Linked DNA regions of Danio rerio: region 1 is linked to region 2. The links are chromatin contacts, called in public HiCAR-type maps. All regions are on one chromosome and are shown on one strand. Each heading gives the region's core, a stretch centred on a gene start, on an enhancer-like site or on the middle of the called end of the contact. The rest is flanking DNA. Distances are from core to core; before and after follow the strand shown.

Region 1 (3,374 bases), core at 421-2,920, 34 kb before region 2:
AGATAAATAAATGAAAGGCAGCAACGTCTTGTTTGCAAGTCTTGTTTCTGTTAAGAATACACTTCCATTCACATATTGGTTTCTATTAGTGGCTGATATGTTTAATAATATAAATTAAAACTAACTTTAAGACATTAAAAATTATTTAAAAAGCTAAAAAGTAAAAAAAATATTTGTGACTGAGTCATTGATTTACATACAAAACAATTCAGTGAAAAGTTCAGACATTTTCTATGGAGTAGGCATGGGCCAGTATACGATTCTGATGGCCTGATAACCCTGGATAAAAATATTACGATTTTACGGTATTGTGATTATTGCTCTGAAATATATTATTTTTAAATCGGAGTAAAAAAATAAAACTATTTTCAGCTTTGAACACATAATATTTTGTTTTGAGAAACCTTTAAACTATTTAGGAACAGTAAACATTTCAGGATAAATAATTCAAATTAATCATTGTCTTCTGCTGTCTTCATTTGTCTCAAAAACAGAGATTTCTTTACAGCTCAAGATCGTTGGATATCTTTTTTGCTGATATGCTGTTGTCCTAAAAAATACATTGACTTTTCTAAACCTTGAAAACGGTTCTTGTCCCATGCCTACTCATGAGCATGCCAACACATGTTATGTCAAAATTGTCATTGAATAAATCAACAATTCTTAATTGTTTTTCCCTCATTAACCTTGCTTCGGAAGTCACATGTAGGCAAGGCGGGCCACTTTTTTTAAAACATCTGTGGCTATCCTTTTGTGTCCTTTTTGAAACTGACACACTAATAGCTATTCAGTGGCTAATACACATTGCTGTCTATTAATAATTGTCATAGACTAGAAAGGCAAAATCCACAAGCTTTACAGCAAATGGCACATTTCTTTTGTGTTAGTCACAAACTATATAGGTTACGGTCATTAAAAAAATCTGTAACAGAAAAAACATTGAATTTTGTTTACTTTTTATAAGAAGTAAATAAAATAAATTTCTACGTTACCTAACTGGTGCTAACATGATGAAACGTCCAACAAGGGTAGACCAGCGTTTCATTTGTGAAAATAAACTGATTACAGTAAATCAAAATATTCCTGAAAAGAAAAAAAAAGTTAAATAAATGAAAAAACTTTTCAACATAGCGATGTGTAAAAGGAAATAAAATAAACATTGTAGCACGCAACTTTTTGTAAGACCTAGACGGAAGTGTTTAAAACTACTAAATGTATCAAGCTTAAGTCCAAATGATTGAAATATGTAACCTTGACGAAATTAGAGTTAAAACAATATAATTTTACTGTTGTCGTCTGCTGCGGTTCAGCAAGGGCTACTGCTGATGACGAAACATTACCTTTGACACGCATGTTTATGTCCTTACATAGGCAAAGGTATTTGTTTTAACTCTTTCAGGAGTTGGGACATACATGTTTAACTAAATTATTTCTATTCCGATAAACTATAAATCGTAGTTTAACGTGTTGTTTTGTTGTTGGGGAGACAGATCAAAACAACTGCAAAACAAGCCCACCACCATCACAAAGGTAACTTGTAGAAGTACTACAGTGATAGATTTTAGTGAATGGGGATATTATTAAATGACAACATAACTAGTTTCGTACCCAATCGATGTCGTTCCTGTTTTGGTGTTGTTGATACTCCCAGGCAAATCGCACACCACTTCGCGTGCACACATTGAATACCAAACTGTTTTATACCCCTAAACATCCCTTCCCCCGGCCAAAACGATTTGGGGGAAGGTCGCAAGTCGCATACCTCGGCTGAAACATGCTACTCGGCAGATCTTCGATCCAAGCGCCCCTGCCCTGTTGTTTCCGACTTGAAGTGAAAATATGGCGAAATATCATCAATCGAATAAATCATTCATTTTTTTTCTTCTTTTTTGTTGTGTTTTTAATTCTAAACGTTATAATATCTCAGATAGACAGTACATAGCCTAGGCCCAGTATGTCAGGAGGTCGGGTGGTTCGAAAGACACAACCCCCACTGATAAAAGGTCCAGTATTGTTGTCCCATACATGAGCTCATTTTTTAATTGTTTGTTTTATATCTTGACTGCTATGCTATTCCATCATAAATTCTGAAAATAACCCATCAAAGAAGGCTTTCAATGAATGCAAACAATATTCTAACATCCATGTGCAAGAAAACATACAATATGACGAAAGTGAAGTCACTACAAGTACAACTTTTATTCTGAATCTTGGACCTTATTCTTGATAGAAAAAAATACAAATAAAAAGTGGCCCATATTAAAGTTAATTTTAATACTAAAAGGGTATATTTGTTATCCATAATCTTTCAAAATGTATTTTTATAACAAAAACTTTTTCATTTTATCATAACTGCTTTTTGCTAATATAGGATGTAATAATCAAGCTAATCCAGCTAAAAATTGTTCTTAAAATATCTCTAAAATGCAGTATTTATAATTGCAGAAAGGTCCACATTTTGAGGAAAAAGAACCACCTTTTAACCAGGCTGGCTACGGGCATGAATCATGCTCTTTGATATTATTTATTCATATGGTTAATATGCACAGTTTATGTCCATACATAGCCTACAAAGACAACCTAATTGCAATTTAATAGAATGTTTTTGTTAATTAAACAATCAAAATACACTGTTGTATCAGAGAGTGTAATATAATTAGCTGTAGCAGCCTATAGTTATAGTGTACTGTGACTAAGAAAGGTTGTGTAATGTTAGTAATTTAAATAAAGTTAAATCAATGATTTTATAAAATAAAATTATTCTTTCTTTATACTTTAGACATGTAGATAATGTCCATCTGTATCTGCAATATGTGATGCAGGTACAAAAGGTTTAGGAATTTTATGAATTAATAGATTTAAATAGTTCTTTATGCTGTACACACGACATGCGTTAAGACCATATCAGTGGGTTTTAATTTTGATATTTTTTAAATTTGATCAAGTAATAAGATTTATGATATATAATATAATTAATATTGTTATCAGATATGTTATTATTATTATTATATAATTATTATTTAAAAATATGTGCATTTGTAATTGTTGAAAGAATGTCCCAAATATTAGAAGTAGGTCTTGCAATACTTTAAAATATATCCTCATATTTTTATATACAAATGTTAACTTAGTCAGAAATCTGATATATATATTAGAATTTCTGCTTATTTGCTATAGATACACTTGCATCACTTATACCAATGTCATGGAGGAGCAAATGCGTTTCCAATCTGTTTTCTCTGTGATCAACTCCGCCTGCGAAAAAGTAACTCATAACGAACATTTCACAAATTTTATTTCAAAAATGAACTATGAATATAAAACACATTACAGTGTGGCATTAACTAGTCTATACCATACAATCAGGCACAGAA
Region 2 (3,160 bases), core at 497-2,996:
ACTCATTCCACCAGTCCTCCAGGACTGAGTTTGGACACCCCTGCTCTACCCCATACTAATGAATCATCGTGGCTCAAAACCAGGCATTTCAGTTTCATTGTCCATCCCCTGTAAGTGTATAATGCTAATGTGTTGCTTTACATGCAAACAAACAAACACACAATGATGTCAAATGCAAAATGAAATGTACTCCAAAAACTAAAATAATGTTTTTTAATGTTCTGTTTTATATTATAAACAGTAGTGAAGAAAATGTATGATCTATTTATAAAGCAATCCCAGGTGCACTTGAGGATGTTGATTACAAAGAATCACAAATATAAAAGATTTGATTTGTTTAACGAGATTAAATGTTCATTGATTATTATTAATCATATTAAATATTGTAATAAACTGTGAGTAATAACCTTTAGAATTAGCTGTCATATTAGCTGTTGTCTTCACAGATAAAGAGATTCCTAAAAAGTGGCAGAAGAAAAATTTTGCATTTATCATTATCATCATCATGAGTAGTATTAAATAAGTCTGTTACAGTGGTGAATCAAAAAGAAATAATGGACATCAAGTCACATAGAGTAGTTCACTCAACAATGTCACAGATTATTTTGTTGTGTTAGTCTTGTTAAACAATAAACATTGTAGATGTCACATGAGGAGGAATGTTTAGAGGAAAAGAGGAGTTTATGAAGGATACGCATAAAGAAATGATCCTTTTATTTAAGATCAGACAGTAAAAATTTGTTTGTATGATTTGGCATTATACAGTGCTCAGCATACATAAGTACACCCCTCACAAATCTCTTTTAAAGTCATATTTTTAATAGGAAGCTATACCATATTACATTTGTGCATATACATTAGATTAGTCAGTACTAAAGCCAAATCCGGAGCTTATCAAACAAAATAATTTACGATTACGGTCCAAAAACCAGTACACCCAAATTTATGTTATGTTATAGAAAAATATTAAATCTAAATTTAAAGAGGAAAAATCAAAAGAAGCAGAAAATTAAAAAAATGTAGCTGAAGTTTTGTATTTTGTAATTTTTATTTGCAATATTTTGCTTGAATTTAATTGTATTATTTTTCAATTTCTAAATCTGTTTGGTGACTAAAATAAGTCATAGGAATCTTCATCCAAGTTTTTAGATGTCATACTGTTGCTTTATATGATACAATATTAACAGGTTTTTTTTTATTGATTGTTGCATGGATGTATAAAGATATCACTTTTTTTTGAGCACATACAGTAACAGGATGTATGATCATGGTTCACATTGTTCCGGTTTGCACCCTTTTTTGCCTTAACCTCAAAGACCTCAGTGCTGAGTTTGACTTTATGTACGATTCTAAGTTTGATTTCTCACAAATACCCAATAACACGAAAATAATTGTAGCTGAAAAGCATTTGGAATTTAACAACAAAAATCTCTTTGAAAGGAGTCAGTGTATATTAGATATTTTGTAAACACAAAAAATAGGCACTAATGCACCAAGAAAATGATGCAAACGCATGTTGGATGTTTCTTTTACTGCTCCAATATATCAGGTCTCAGAGTTTCTACTAACAAACAGATGGTCTAAATCATGTGTGTTTGAGGAACAGGGTTTGGAAACACATGTTCACTTACCAAATAGTTTTATTTGGTGTTGAGCAAATTGTGAATGATTTGGGGTTTTCCACTGTGTACAGTACCTGGTACTTTTGAGTACAACTTTGGTACTAACAATATTAAAATACTAAGAACTGCAGATTACTGATTGACCTGAGAGAATCATAACTATCTGCCTCATATGATTTTTAATATATTCCGTTAGGTCCTTAAATAGTTGAACATCTACACAATTCTAACATTTTTGGTTATATACACCAGCACAATCGATTTGAAATGAAACAACCAAAATATGCTTTAACTGCAGACTGTCAGCGTTAATTTGAGGGTGTTTACATACCTTCCTGTTTTTGAGGCTCACCAATGGTTTACACCTTGTGGTGAACTCTCTTTATTCACTCTGGCGTAGTCTTATACTCCTGGAGAATGCTCTTGATCTATCCAGCTGTTGTAAAGGGTGTTTTCTTCTCTAGGGAAACTTTAGTCATCGTCATTTGATCTTTGGTCATCCACCACAGTTTTTTCCATGGTCTTCAAGGTCTTTTAGTGTTGCTGAGCTCACTGGTGCGTTCTTTCTTTTTAAGAATGTTCCAAAGAGTTGTTTTGGCCATGCCTAATGTTTTTGTTATATCTCTGATGGGTTTGTTTTGTTTTTTTACTCTAATGATGGCTTGCTTGACTGATAGTGACTTTTTGGATCTTATCTTGCGAGTTGACAGTAACAGATTCCAAATGCAAATAGAACACTTGAAATGAACTCTTATCTGAAATGACCTTTTATCTGCTCATTGTAATTAGGATAATGAGGGTATAACACACACCTGGCCATGGAACAGCTTAGAAGCAAATTGTACAATCACTTTTGGTCCTTTAACTAGTGGGAGGCACATATGTAAACTGTAATTCCTACACTGTTCACATAATTTGAATGTAAATACCCCCAAATTAAAGCTTAAATCTTGTTTGATTCATTTCAAATCAATTGTGTTGGTTTATAGAGCCAAAAATGTTAGAGCTGTATCGATGTCCAAAGATTTATGGACCAAACTGTATATAAATGTAAACAATGCTCAGTAAACTCAGTAAAATCAGTAAACAAATAATTTGAAATGACAAAGTTTAGCAAGTGGAGCTAATGTCAAATGTCATGTCAAACAGTAGAAATTTGGCTTAGCACACTTATGTAAACATAGTAATAGCTACAGTAGTTGAAGATTAATGCAAAAATTGTGCAGGGTTACTGATTTGGAATGACACAAGTGTGAGTAAGGAGTGATCTGTATGAATTAGAATGTTAATTTGTAAACGTCCATTAGCCCCATGCACCTTAACCCATCATAGTGAACTGCTTCACCTGTTGTTGTAGTAAAAGAGCTTGACTGTGTTTGTGGTGACGTTGTGCTCTTAAATTGTCTGGTAGCGATGCTGCTGGCAATTGAAGAAGCTGTAATTGCATTTGTTGATGTAATAGGCTCCGCCTCTTTTGTTGTGCTCATCAAAGTTGGCTGGTTGGTAGTTCTTGCTTTGGTTGTGAAAACTTCATTTGT

What was found. HiCAR-type assays count read pairs that join an accessible place to other places.
Region 1: a HiCAR-type map of caudal fin shows a contact between it and region 2, with 3 times the contacts expected there. The contact joins the promoter of acot14 here to the enhancer-like site in region 2. A contact is called at or near these places in 6 of 18 Hi-C or Micro-C datasets (caudal fin, embryo, hematopoietic stem cells and 2 more) and 1 of 4 datasets of contacts at active chromatin or transcription factors (caudal fin).

The regions. Positions count from the first base shown.
Region 1 is chr4:26,259,091-26,262,464 of GRCz12tu, reverse strand. It overlaps acot14 (acyl-CoA thioesterase 14), which reads right to left and starts at 1,670. Exons shown (of 12, transcript NM_001030110.2): 1 at 1,609-1,670; 2 at 993-1,083. The coding sequence starts at 1,045.
Region 2 is chr4:26,225,812-26,228,971 of GRCz12tu, reverse strand. It overlaps il15ra (interleukin 15 receptor subunit alpha), which reads right to left. Exons shown (of 5, transcript NR_153373.1): 2 at 408-458. Among named protein-coding and RNA genes, the nearest start is that of il15ra, 15 kb to the right of the region's middle. Within about 2 kb of position 1,746, at least 5 of the 62 cell types and tissues checked have an H3K27ac peak or open chromatin away from gene starts, as enhancers often do.